2 separate regions of the Zea mays genome follow, and region 1 is linked to region 2. A link is a contact called in public Hi-C data. All regions are on one chromosome and are shown on one strand. The core of a region is the stretch at or near the end of the contact, and the rest is flanking DNA. Distances in the headings are between cores, read along the strand shown. Region 1 overlaps LOC542560 (oxo-glutarate/malate transporter1). Region 2 has its middle 14 kb from the start of LOC100280658.

Evidence for each region. A called contact is a pair of places that touch in the nucleus more often than the background predicts.
Region 1: a Hi-C map of ear shows a contact between it and region 2, with 2.5 times the contacts expected there. The contact joins two enhancer-like sites. A contact is called at or near these places in 3 of 25 Hi-C or Micro-C datasets (ear, endosperm and leaf).

Annotation. Positions count from the first base shown.
Region 1 is chr10:28,845,092-28,852,059 of Zm-B73-REFERENCE-NAM-5.0, forward strand. LOC542560 (oxo-glutarate/malate transporter1) reads right to left here. Exons shown (of 3, transcript NM_001112100.1): 2 at 6,789-6,968; 3 at 2,780-3,290. The coding sequence ends at 2,928. Among protein-coding and RNA genes, the nearest start is that of LOC542560, 5.1 kb to the right of the region's middle. Within about 2 kb of position 2,075, at least 16 of the 20 cell types and tissues checked have an H3K27ac peak or open chromatin away from gene starts, as enhancers often do. A contact at or near this core is called in ear and leaf, where this site is marked.
Region 2 is chr10:28,417,392-28,424,234 of Zm-B73-REFERENCE-NAM-5.0, forward strand. No RefSeq gene overlaps it. Among protein-coding and RNA genes, the nearest start is that of LOC100280658, 14 kb to the left of the region's middle. Within about 2 kb of position 3,745, at least 17 of the 20 cell types and tissues checked have an H3K27ac peak or open chromatin away from gene starts, as enhancers often do. A contact at or near this core is called in ear and leaf, where this site is marked.

The DNA of each region.
Region 1 (6,968 bases), core at 825-3,324, 430 kb after region 2:
AGCTAGTGCCCTAAGTACATGCCATCGTGGCAGCCGGAGAGGTTTTGGCACCTGGTTCGTGTGGTGTCGTGGCCGTCGAAGGAGCGCTGGAGCCTGGCGGAAGGACAGCTGTCGGGGCTGTCGAGTCCTTGCTGATGTCCTCTTGCTTCCGTAAGGGGGCTGAGAGCCGCCGTCGTCACAGATCGTGCGGGGCGCCATCATTACTTGTCTGGCGGAGCGAGCCAGATGGGACGCCGGTCTTGTTCCCCGTAGCCTGAGTCAGCTTGGGGTAGGGTAATGATGGCGCCTCCTGTTGACGTGGTCGGTCCGTGCCCTGGGTTGGGTGATGTGGAGGCTCCTCCGAGGTCGAGGTCGAGTCTGTCTTCTGAGGCCGAGGTCGAGTCCGAGCCCCTGGGTCGGGCGAGGCGGAGACCGTCGGCTGAGGCCAGGGCTGAGTCCGAGCCCTGGGGTCGGGCGAAGCGGAGTCCGTCGTCTTCTGGGGCTGAGCCCGAGTCCGAGCCCTGGGGTCGGGCGAAGCGGAGTTCGTCGTCTTCCGGGGCTGAGCCCGAGTCCGAGCCCTGGGGTCGGGCGAAGCGGAGTTCGTCGTCTTCCGGGGCTGAGCCTGAGTCCGAGCCCTGGGGTCGGGCGAAGCGGAGTTCGTCGTCTTCCGGGGTTGAGCCCGAGTCCGAGCCCTGGGGTCGGGCGAAGCGGAGTTTCCCATGGCGCCTAGGGCCGGACTTGGCTGCTGTCAGCCTCACTCTGTCGAGTGGCACAGCAGTCGGAGCGGCGCAGGCGGCGCTGTCCTCTTGTCAGACCGGTCAGTGGAGCGGCGAAGTGACTACGGTCACTTCGGCTCTGTCGACTGGAGGGCGTGCGTCAGGATAAAGGTGTCAGGCCACCTTTGCATTAAATGCCCCTGCGATTTGGTCGGTTGGCGTGACGATTTGGCCAAGGTTGCTTCTTGGTGAAGGCTGGGCCTCGGGCGAGCCGAAAGTATGTCCGTTGCTGGAGGGGGCCTCGGGCGAGACGTAGATCCTCCGGGGTCGGCTACCCTTGCCCGAGGCTGGGCTCGGGCGAGGCGTGATCGAGTCCCTTGAATGGACCGATCCTTGACTTAGTCGCACCCATCAGGCCTTTGCAGCTTCGTGCTGATGGGGGTTACCAGCTGAGAATTAGGAGTCTTGGGGGTACCCCTAATTATGGTCCCCGACAGATTGATTGATTAAATCGGCCGTATTCCTCTGGTTTTACAGAGGGGGGCTGGACCCGTTACCAACAAAATACCGAGCTAATCCCGAGATTCTCGCCAACAAACATAGCAAGAAACTCGGAACCTTAATCTGTTCTGTGCTTGCGCGGACCGTCCGGCCCACAAGCACGGATCGTCCGGACTGCGGACCGTCTGGCCTCAGGGCCGGACCGTCCGGTGCTCTTTTTAGTGCTCAACACAATCTTGTGTTGGCAGAGGACAAAAATCCGATGTCTCTTTGGATCGGTCTCTTCATATCATTGTTCACCCCACTTGTAAAGACGCCTGACATTAAGAATAACAGCTTCAGGAGACCCACGGCTAGACCTCGGGGTTTTACCAAGAGCTTGTTTGTTTGTTGGCAGAGAGTGTCACCCATGCATGCTTAATAAACCCAAATGAAAGGAGTGGTGACAATGTTTGGCGGCATTCAATTACATAATACTTATTCCTCCATTTTTTTTATTTGTCATATTTTAGTTTAAAATTAAACTAGTAGATGACAAATATTCGAGAATGGAGGGAGTATTGTGGTCATACATCGGAGGCCATGGCATTATTTAAAAAAAATGCAGATATCAATGCTAAATGCAGAGGCCCCACCCGTGAACTAAAGAGATTAATATAATAATCTTATATATATAAAAGGTTGAGCTAAAGCAAAAGGGTGCTTTTGGTCTTTGGAAGTTTGGGTACCGACGACACCCATGACGAAAGTGGCGGTCATTTTCTTGGGCTTGGCTTCGTACACCGCTTTGCAAGACGACCGTACTGGAATGTGCGTGTTGCGCACTAAAACTTTCAACTGATAAATCACGCCATCTGTCTCACAAGTCGTATCTGCTGTCAATGCATCAAAAGTTGGCGCAGGAAAGCACACCCAATGTTGGCCGTGATTTTTCGTGACCTCCAACAGTGTACCTTTCACAGAGCACCTAACGTTCAGAGCGTTATTTTAGACAAAAAGGAAAACAGTGTACCTTTCACGCCATCTGTCTCACAAGTCGTTTCATCCCTAAGTCAAGCATCTCCACTAGCGAGCCATTGTTCATCCTCGGGATAGAATGATTGCAGTTGGTATTGAGGATGTCTTCATCATCTCTCCTGTTTTATCTTCTATCCCCTCTCCTATTACAGTACGGCCTTCACTATATAAACAGTACGGCCATATGCGGGATCTGCTGATGACAGCACTCGAGCATCATCTCACAGCAATTTGCAGAGTTCTCAAAGTCAGGAGCAATGTCAATTGTACATATCAGATGTTGCCTAAGAAGTAAGAACCCAGCCAGCAGTATATATAAATCTACCGGATGCACCAATGTGATGCAGAACATCGTGTGCTGTTGCAGCAGACTCAGAATCCGAACATGAAAAGGAACCAGCACCAATAGTCATCATCGTGGGGATATATATATATATAGGGATCTCCAAGAACCATTGAGCACAAACTCTATATAACAAATTTTGCGCGTTAAAAACTGCACCCTGGCCTCGCAATTAGCCACCGGAAGGTTCGAACAAATGTATCGATACCAACTAAAAAAGAATGGGTTGCATTGCGATCATGTCGACGACAAAACTGTGGACAGCGGCATCTGTAGCACCGCAAATTCAGGAAATAGTTTTCCTCCCCCCACTCGACAAAAAAACAACAGAAAAACAAAAGGGATGTCGCAGTTAATGTGCTGCTCTCTGCTCACCACAGCCCGATTATCTTCCACCAGAAGCCGCCCACCCCGAGCCAGATGATGATGTTTACAACGGAGATGACAAACCCATAGCCCCACCACTGAGCCAATGGGACATACCCGGCGCCGTAGAAGACGGGAGCAGAGCCGATGCCGTAGTGGGTGGTCCCGCCCATGAGGTTCGAGAGGAATGAAAGAACCATGGCAGCGAAAAGCGACGGGGTGCCCAGGGCACTCGCCACCGACAGGAACGCGGTGAACATTGCTCCGATGTGTGCGGCACCACTGGCAAAGAAATAGTGCGAGTAGAAGTACAGCAGCACCAGCACACCGAATGAGAGTTGCCATGACATGCCAAGCCCTCCAACAAACTGAGACAAAAGCAATAGAGTCAAATAAATGATAAATATGCAGAAGTACTTAAAAAAACTATATGTACTGTAGATGTCACAAAAAAATAGGAATACATCAGACCCAAGATAATTTAAACTGCATCATGTTACAATTACCAAACCAATGTATTTCGATTTTTTTTATTTCCTAGTTTGCATAGATACATCCATAAGCATATGAATTCAGAGCCAGTATTAAGTTCAGACAACCAAGATAACCATTCATATGACAAATCTAAACAGTGTCAAACAAGTCACATAAGGTTCTTACTATATCATGATGACTACCCAACCTACCCCTTCACAATTTTGGTGCTCTTCTTTCAGTGAAGAGACAAGAGCACAATAATTTGCTACTTGTTTCTGGCTAAGGGCAAAGAGATGCATGCCCTTCATAACCTATCTTTGACCAAAGTAAATTTTCATATTTTTGTGGAACTAGGTTAAAAATGAATAGTAAAAAAAGAAACAGTAAATGTCTAGGCTCCAGATAGCTGGATCATGTTGTATTGCAGTAAAAAGCATTCATCGTGGCAACACCTCTTAAAGAAGGTAGTTTAGTTCGTAAAGCATGCTAATCATGAAATCCTAACAACGAGAAATTCCTTATTTGACACTAGAAGTTGATATGGTTCCATCTAAGGCCGACAATGATAACCTTCAAGTCCATGTCAAATTAGTTGGAGATAGTCTAAAATGCCCCTCTCCTCGAGGCCAAATAAGCTGCATGTAGAGATGGCAATGGGGACCCGATCCCCGATTCCCCGCGGGGAATTCCTCTATTAGGGGACGGGGATGGGGAGATTTCTTCCCCCACGGGGATGTAAATGGGGAAATTTTCTCCCCCGACGGGTAAATGGGGACGGGGATGGGGAAGCATTCCCCGTACCCCGTTCCCCGTGGGGACCCGTTAAACTTACATATGACGATGTTTTTATATAATAGTTAATAATAGAAATAAATAATTATCTTGACAAAAGATCACTAGTTGTACAAATGCGTTCATTTTAATGTACACATAATGATTTTTACATCTAACAATGTGTATAAGTGACAATGTTTTACATTAATAACAAATGAAGTACGATCTAATTATAATTTAAGCGGGTACGGGGATCCCTGATGGGGATTTATCCCCGCGGGTAACGGGGATGGGGAAGAAATGTCCCCCGCAAACGTTCGTGGGGATCCCCGCGGGGAAAAATTTTCGTCGCGGGGACGGGGATGGGGAGCTAAAACCCGACGGGGAATTCCCCGTTGCCATCCCTAGCTGCATGGCCCTCAGCCTTCTCCCGTCACAAGCTCAAACGCCTTCTATCCTCTCTGTTGTTCCCTCTCCCGTGCCCCTCCGTCCCTAAACTATAGTCAATAGGTCATTCATATCCAGTTGAGGTCGAAGGGAAGCATGCACAGTGGATCAGATTGACAGTGGCAACCCGAGTGGCATAGGCAGCACCAGCCCAAACGGCCAGGGCGGCACTGGCCTGATCAGCGGCCAGGGCAGCTGTGCCCCAAGCCTCATTGGGGGTGGCAGCCTGACTGACCAAAGAGCCTGCAGCGTGCAGCCTGAGCACAACATCCAAGCAGCCTGGGCGCCTGATTTACCATACCCAAGGCTTGGAGTTCATCTGCCCCAATCCTCTCAGCGAAGCAAGCAGACATACTTTGGTTTTCTTAGGGCCTGTTTCTTTCCATGGACGGGAGTCACATATACTGCAGCAGCTATGCTGTGGGGAAGCACTAATTCCCTCACGTCAAGGTTATTTCCTGTTGAAAACCCTACCCAATGCTGAGGGTGGCCAACAGAAGTGTATCAAGGACGTCTGGTGTGATTCTGATCTTTTTTCAACTTTTTTCAGCCACAGACACCGGATAAGATAAAACAAACAGGGCCTTATCCTGCTCCCTTGTTTCTGTGCTCTGTAACTTTCTGTTTTCTTGTTCAGACAGAAGGTTATCTTTGGATTTCTAGTTTATGTGATATGTCAAGAGTCTAGAACTGAAAGGTGGGATGAAAGGAACTCTGTGAAATGCCAAAATACAGTATAAACATATTTTTATGAAATATAATAAAAAATTGTGGTATTTAAAAGAAGTGAACTGCTACTTAAAGTGAATGTAAATAAGGTGCACACCAGCAACTGAGAATGTGGCATGTACTACAATGAAAGAACTACTGTTTTTAATAGAAAATACAGCAGGGGAGGCCCCCACTGCTAGAGCTTTTTATTTCAATAAAAACAAGAAACTGTACAATAAAAGGGGCCACAACTATGAACAAAGCTCCCAGAGGGAGCGTTGGGAACCTCAAGCAAGAACGTGAGCTCAGCAACAGAAACTATACAAACAAGAAAAGCAACTCGTTTATCTTCACACATTCTGAGAGCTTGAAATCTAGCCTCACAAAAAGAGGACTTACAAAAAGTAAAAGGTAAAATAAGGCCGGCCTCCTCACAAAACTTACTGTTTCATTCTTTAAGAAAAAGAACCATAATGTCCTCACGACATATATTAAGCACATTTTCCCCTCCCCAATAGATAGGATAAAAGAATTCATGTATGAAATTAACATGTTGAAAAATATTGGGAAATAAATAGGATGAAAAACTAATGTATGAAGTTAACATGTTGATAGATACCGAGAAAGATGTTTCATACTTTTATCATAATAACCAAAACTACGGATGGTTTTTTAAAATTGCTTGTTGTCTCACATATTTTACGCCAGAAATCCTGGTGCTGGGACTACAGTACTGGCACAAAGAGGGCTCAGGGGCAAAAAGGTCTTTTCATCTTATCTCTTAACATGTTAACAGCTGAAACTGATAGGTTGTTTGGTGTGCTACTGAAGACAGTAGTACGGAGTTGTTTTCACATGTTTAGTTATCTTTAGGTTGTTATGTCGTGTGGGGTGGTTAAGTCTTAGTTTTGCTCTGTTTTGTTAAACTAGTAGTTGGTGTCGGTGGTAGCTTCCTGTTGTGCTGGTGGTTTAGTGTCTATCTTTGCTTCCTCTTGCCAGTCTGTAATATGTTTCTGACTTGTATTTCTGTTCTATGAATGGAAATGGGATTACCTCGTTTAAAAAAACAGCCAAAACTGATGGAAGTGTCAAACAAAGGAAAAAAAGATAGACCTGGTGTCATATAAGAGAGAAAAAGGTTTTCAGGGCCATAAAGGAAGCATGTCAGTGTCAGGTGGTTCCATATGTTCTGGTCCCTCTGATCAGAAGTATGGATGCTAGTTGGGTGGGATCTGTCAATCTGTGAGGTTATGTCTTTGAACTCGTTATGTTTGTAATTTGTTGCTTCAAGTAATGAATTCAGGTATCGCTATGTGGAAAAAAAATAAAGGAAATATGTCAATCTAAATTGTCAATTGAGGAATTTTCTCATAAATAAAAGAAAAACATTAAACCTATAAATGTCAAGAGCCAAGGTTCATAAGAGATGAAAGTTGTGGGAAGAAAATAGAGTGTACCTTCACAACAGTCTCACTGAACCAAGAGATCAGCCCGAATTTGTTGAGGTAGCCAGCCATTGCTATAAGTGCTGCAAACCATGTAAGGGTATCCCACGCCACAGACTCTGCCAAACACTCTTTCCATGTGACAACCCCTGAGATTAAGAGGACTGCTAGGCCAAGAATTGCTGCAGAAAC
Region 2 (6,843 bases), core at 2,495-4,994:
ATGGGAAGAGAATTCGGGGCTACTGCTATAATATTAGAGGCAAGCAACATAGATCTAATTCTTGGTATGTCATGGTTAAGAAAGGCAAAGGCCATTATACAATGTGGTAGGGGTACTATAGAACTCACCAGCCCTAAAGGATAAAGATTTCAAGTAGAAATTGCAGTAACAACCTCTTCCAGACGTGCGATGTTCTTTATAGCTGAGGAGTTTGTTGGTAACAACATCCGTGTGGTTAGGGATTTTCTGGATGTCTTTCCAGAGGAGTTACCAGGGATGCCACCAGATAGGGAAGTTGAGTTTGTTATTGATCTCTTACCTGGGACTGCTCCTATTTCTAAACGACCATATAGGATGTATGTAGAAGAGTTAAAGGAACTTAAGAAGCGGTTAACAGAGTTACAAGAGGCTGGGTACATTCGTCCGAGTTCCTCACCTTGGGGAGCGTCGGTTCTGTTTGTACAGAAGAAAGATGGGTCACAAAGGATGTGTGTGGATTATAGATCCCTTAATGATGTTACTGTGAAGAACAAGTACCCGTTATCCCGCATTGAGGATTTATTTGATCAGATGAGAGGTGCTAAGGTATTCTCGAAGATTGATCTCCGATCGGGTTACCATCAATTGAGGATTAGGCCATCGGATATTCCCATGACAACTTTCTCGACCCGATATGGTTTATATGAGTTCACGGTTATGTCATTTGGACTAACTAATGCACTAGCATATTTTATGAATTTGATGAATAAGGTGTTTATGGAGTATTTGGACAGATTCGTCATAGTATTCATCGATGATATTCTTATTTATTCTAAGAGTGAGAGTGAGCATGAGGAACATCTGAGATTGGTGCTACAGAAGCTAAGGGATAATCAACTCTAAGCCAAATATAGCAAATGCGAGTTCTGGATTGATGAGGTGCCATTCCTTGGACATATCATTTCTAATGGAGGAATATCAGTGGATCGTGCTGAAGTCAAGGAGATAATGGCGTGTAGCATACCCACTACAGTTACGGAGATTCGGAGTTTCTTGGGACTAGCAGGATATTATCGGAGATTTATTGAAGGATTTTCTAAGATTGCTAAGCCCATGACCTCGCTTCTGGAGAAGGGAAGAGAGTTCAAGTGGGATGAGAAGTGCTAAGATAGCTTTGATCAATTAAAGAAGAGATTGATGTGACCACCAGTGTTGGTTATGCCAGATCTACAGGAGGGATTTGACATTTATTGTGACGCATGTGGCCAAGGCTTGGGATGTGTGCTCATGCAATAAGGACATGTGATTGCCTACGCGTCTCGTCAGTTGCGGAAACATGAGTTGAACTACCCCACTCATGACTTAGAACTAGCAGTCGTTGTGCATGCGCTTAAGATTTGGAGACATTATATCATGGGAACCAAGTGCCAAGTGTACACGGATCATAAGAGTTTGAAGTATATATTCACTTAGAAGGATCTCAACCTTAAGCAACGCTGTTGGTTGGAGCTTATTAAGGATTATGATTTGGAGATTCACTATCACCTGGGCAAGGCGAATTTGGTTGTAGATGCCTTCAGTCAAATGGAACACATTCATTCAGCTATTGTGGCCCAGCTACCTGATGAGATTGTTGAGGATTTCAGGAGACTTAACCTGGGGATAGTTGCTCATACTGAAGGAGTTACTATTGATGTGGAACCTACCTTGGAGCAAGAAATCCGCAAAGGACAGATTGGTGATTCTAAGATATAAGAGATCAAGGATCTTATTATGGAAGGTAGAGGTCCAGAGTTCACGGAGGATGAGCAAGGCACCATATGGTTCAAGGACAGGATGTGTGTTCCTGATATTGAGGGCCTTCGTGAGACTATTTTAAAGGAGGCCCATGACTCGAATTATTCTATTCACACTGGTAGTACCAAGATGTATCAGGATTTGAAGCAGAAATACTGGTGGTATGGATTGAAGAGAGATGTGGCTACACATGTGGCTATGTGCGATGTGTGTCAAAGAGTTGAGATTGAACACCAGAGGCCAGCTGGACTACTGCATCCACTAAAGATACCCGAGTGGAAGTGGGAAGAGATTGGTATGGATTTCATTACTGGATTGCCTCGCACCCAGAAAGGATATGATGCTATATGGGTGATTGTGGATAGACTGACCAAAGTGGCACACTTCATTCCTGTCAAGACTACTTATAAAGGCTCACAGCTGGCAGTGTTATATATGGCTCGGATTGTGTGTTTACATGGAGTACCAAAGAAGATCGTGTCTGATCGAGGTTCATAGTTTACCTCAAGATTCTGGAGAAGCTTCCATGAGAATATTAATACAAAGTTGAACTTTAGTACGGCTTATCACCCTCAGACTGATGGACAGACTGAAAGGACTAATCAAGTACTGGAGGATATGTTGAGAGCTTGTGCCCTTCAGCATGGAGGAAGTTGGGATAAAAGTCTACCTTATGCTGAGTTCTCATATAATAATAGTTATCAGGCCAGTCTGAAGATGTCACCTTTTGAAGCTTTATATGGTAGGAAGTGCAGGACTCCTCTATACTGGGATCAGACTGGAGAAAGACAGTTCTTTGGGCCAGAACTGATTCAAGAGGCAGAAGAACAAGTCCGTATAATTCGGGAGAATTTGAGGGTAGCTCAAACCAGGCAAAAGAGCTATGCTGATAATAGAAGAAGACCACTGGAATTTGAGGAAGGAGATCATGTGTACCTCAAGGTGTCACCACTTCGTGGAATGAGGAGGTTTAAAGTCAAGGGCAAGTTGTCCCCTCGCTTCATTGGACCATTCATGATCTTTAGGCGAGTTGGGGAGATGGCATACCAACTCGAGCTACCTGCTAATCTATCTGATGTGCATAATGTATTCCACGTGTCTCAACTTAAGAAGTGTCTCCGTGTCCCTGAGGAACAATTACCAATGGAAGAGCTCAGTGTTCAGGGTGATTTGACTTACACGGAGTATCCTGTCTCCTTGACACATTGACTCGAGTTACAAGAAATAAGGTGATAAAGATGTGCAAAGTGCAATGGTGTCACCATGGAGAAGATGAAGCAACATGGGAAAGAGAAGAAGAGCTTCACATAGATTTTCCCCATCTTTTCCCTACTCCTTCGTAAATCTCGAGGACGAGATTCTTGTTAAGGGGGGCGGGGGGGTAGGATTTGTAATACCCAATTTTCAATTTGTAAGAGATCATATAAAAGGAGAAAATATATTTCCTTATTTATATGTGAGTGTTGTATCTATTTATCATCACATGTGAAACCCATAATTAAAAACAAATGATTAATAAAGGTCAAGCCATTAAATTATGCATCATGCTGGGATTTTATTTTTGTGTGCATTTTGTGACAATATAAAAATAATGAGACAAGAAATATATTAACTCAAAAAGAAAATCTAGAATCTACAAGAAATTCTAGAATTTAGAAAAGAAAAGAAATATTATGTGGATAAAAAAAGTAAATAAAAATATATTATTCCTACACTAAAGTTTAAATTTGTATAATTGACTCAAAACTCATGAAAGGATTCAAATTAAAATTAGGAATTTAAAATTGAAATAAGACAAAATAGAAAAAAAGAAAATATCAAAAAAGAAAACCCGCAGCTGGGCCAACTTCAGCCATTTCGGCCCACTTCACCCGCGCATGCGGCATGCGCGACACTGATATCGCCTTCGTGCGGTTGCGCCGACGCCTGGGCCCCACCTGTCTGACATTGTGTGGATGTGGGTCACGGGTTCGCCGACAAGTGGGGTCCACACGCTGACTTATCCTCAGAATGTCGCATACCCTCTCGGCCTCGACACTGGCAAGTGGCCCCGGAACAGCTGCCTCAGCACGCTGCCTGAATGAACTCGCCGAGATCGTGCGTGGGGATCTCGCCGGCGAACCGGCCCTGCAGACCTCCCCTCGCCTCAGCACTATAAGGCCACTTCTCTAGTTTTCGATGCGATTGACCTTACCCCATTGCCCAGATTAAGAAAACCTAGCTGCCATCACTAGAGGGAGAGCTTAGAGAGGCAAGTCAGAGAGCACGGCGCCACGCCGGGAAATTCTAGGATTGGGGCGTACCTCACCAACACTCGCATCGAGGTGACCGCTTTGGTGCAGGGAGGTCGGGCGTAACACTCTCACTTGGTGCCGGAACTGGGAGCGTCACCAATCGACCGTTGATTCGAGCCAGGGCATAGCGAATCCTCGGCTCATCGCCGCCGGGACAAATCGCTACCTTCTGTCTTCTGTGCGGTATGCTTTCCCCTGTTCCGTTCACCACATACTTAGGATCGTTCCGCACCGCGTAATATCGAATGGGGGCAACGGTGGGACCGTGAATTTGTCGCCGTGGTTGCCTCGTCGCCGTTCAATCACATGGTGTCGTGGGCAGCAGCGCGCGATACCCAGTTGTAGATATTGAACATAGGATTGAATTCGTTGAGAACTACTTGGCGGATTGGACCGGGAGGGGTCACCTCTGGACCTGATTGCCGGACCTCGGCGGGCGCTCGCCATGGGCGGCGATGGCATCGTCGGGTGGGTTGGCTGGTGACGGGGAAGATTCATGTGAGCAGTTGATCGACTCACTAATGACCAGAATTGAGCGCGGGGCGGTATGTGTCTGGGTAGGCGTCATCCGTTGGAGCGGAATCCGGCAGGGCTGGGGGCAGACTGAATACTCACCGTTGATCGGTATTCGGGTGGCCCGGAATAGATCAAAGCGTAGGTGTCTTTGGGGCCATCGGATCTTGATCCATGGGCCGCCAGCAAGTACTAGTTCGTGAGGGCATCAATTTTAATCTGGGCCACTGATGTTTGATCGTGTGGCTGAGATCTGAACTTACCCCTTCGCCATGCACATTAGCGCAAGAAACCCTTTGTTATTTTAGTATCAACCCGCCGTCCATATTCACTATGCACTGAGTCTAGGATATCTTGCGCCGAGGTCCCTAGACTTTTATGAATTTGAGGCCTAGTCCAGAATTGTATAAAACCAGAGAAATTAAATGATAAATGGATTTTTAATATTTAAATAAGTGTTAGAACTTTTAAAATTCATAGAAAATTCATTTTTAGTCCAAATTATTCCATTCCAGTTTCTAAAATTTTGTAATATTATTATTTATCACTTAGAATCTCTGTTTTGACATGAAAACAGTAGTAAAATTTATTTCTCACTTAGTCTTATTTCAAGCACATCAAACCTTTGGAAATTCATAATTTAAAATATATAACTCCAAAATTAATGATTCCTGTTCCTAGGATTTTATTTTAATGCATAGATTATTATTATGTATTTTGTTTACATATTTGGTGTGATGTTAATTTTCTCTATATATTGTGCTTGTTTGTATTGTGGCGAGTAGAAGAGCCTCTGACTGAGGATCCTGGTGCCCAGCAGATAGAAGTTGCTGAGCAGGAGCTCACTGAAGGCAAGTTGTGCCCTTGACCACTTTTGTTAACCAATAATGTTTTTTATAATCATTTACCATGCATAGGCTTAATTTTGATGGGACCCGATAGGTCACCCTAGATTGTTTATTTCTTTACCTTGTTATCCCTGAATCACTTGGGTAGTTTGGCTATTGCTTTACATGGTTTTGGGATAATATTTCATTATATCCATGTTCCAGTTATTTTGTTATTCTATTTATGTTCATGTCAAGATCATTAATGTTAATTGGAACATGTAGCTTAACTTGAGAAACACGTGCCACCACAAGGGTAGTATGGGATGCCCTTGGCTGACTAATTAGGAAAGCTAGTGGAAGACTACCTTACCCGAAAGGGGCAAGGGCAGTAGGGGAGTTGCATGAAAGTAGGTTCTCGGGGTGATTTTGCTGCGATGGCGGTCAGACGGGGGATTCTTGCAAGTGCTCTTCCCATAAACTGTAGCGGGTTTTCGGAAGCTAGTGGAACTTTGTATAAAGGCCTCGTAGTGTTGCCCTACCTTGCTTCCTTGGTAGAGGTGTATGGGAGTCGCGATCCCTTGTTAGATGGGTAACATGACTTGTGGGTACAGGGTACAACCTCTGCAGAGTGTAAAACTGGTATACTAGTCGAGGTCACGGTCATGAGCAGTTCAGGACTCTCGCATGATTAATTTATGGAACTTAAATTCAATTTGTCATTTGCATTGCATGGGATTATGTATTAGTTTTGTTCTATTACTTTTATTAAGGTTTGGTATTTACTTATATTTAGTAACTGCTAATAAAATTTTGACCAACTAATTAAAAGCAATGCTCAGCTTTAGCCCCTATTGTTGATTAGCCTTACACATCACATGAACTCCCACCTTTGGTAAGTTCATGCCACTGGTTCCCCACAACTTGTTGAGCTATGATCATGTGTGAGCTCACCCTTGCTGTCTCACACCCCCACAGGAGAAGAACAGGTGGTTTAGGAGGAGCCACAAAGCGAGAAGTTTGATCTGATCTAGGTGGCGTTTCCCCAGTTGACTTTTGCGCCAAGGATGATCCTTAGTTCGTTTTATATTTATCTTTTATTTTGTAATAAGACTTCCGCTATGTAATAAATACTCTGATGTTATTGTGACATTTATCTCTATACACTCTGTTATTATAAATGTTGTCTTCTTGGCGCATGTATGAGATGCACCCAACTTTATCCCTTAAATCCGGGTGTGACAAACATGGTATAGGAAAAATTAACATCACACCAAACATAAGAACAAACTGCATAATAATAATCTACGCGTCGCTACGAGATCGTGGGTTCGAGAATCGCTAAATTCGGAGCTACGGTTAAGAAGTTATGAATTTCTGAAATTATTTAGCACCTAGAATAGATTAATTCAATTGAACAATTTTAATTCAAG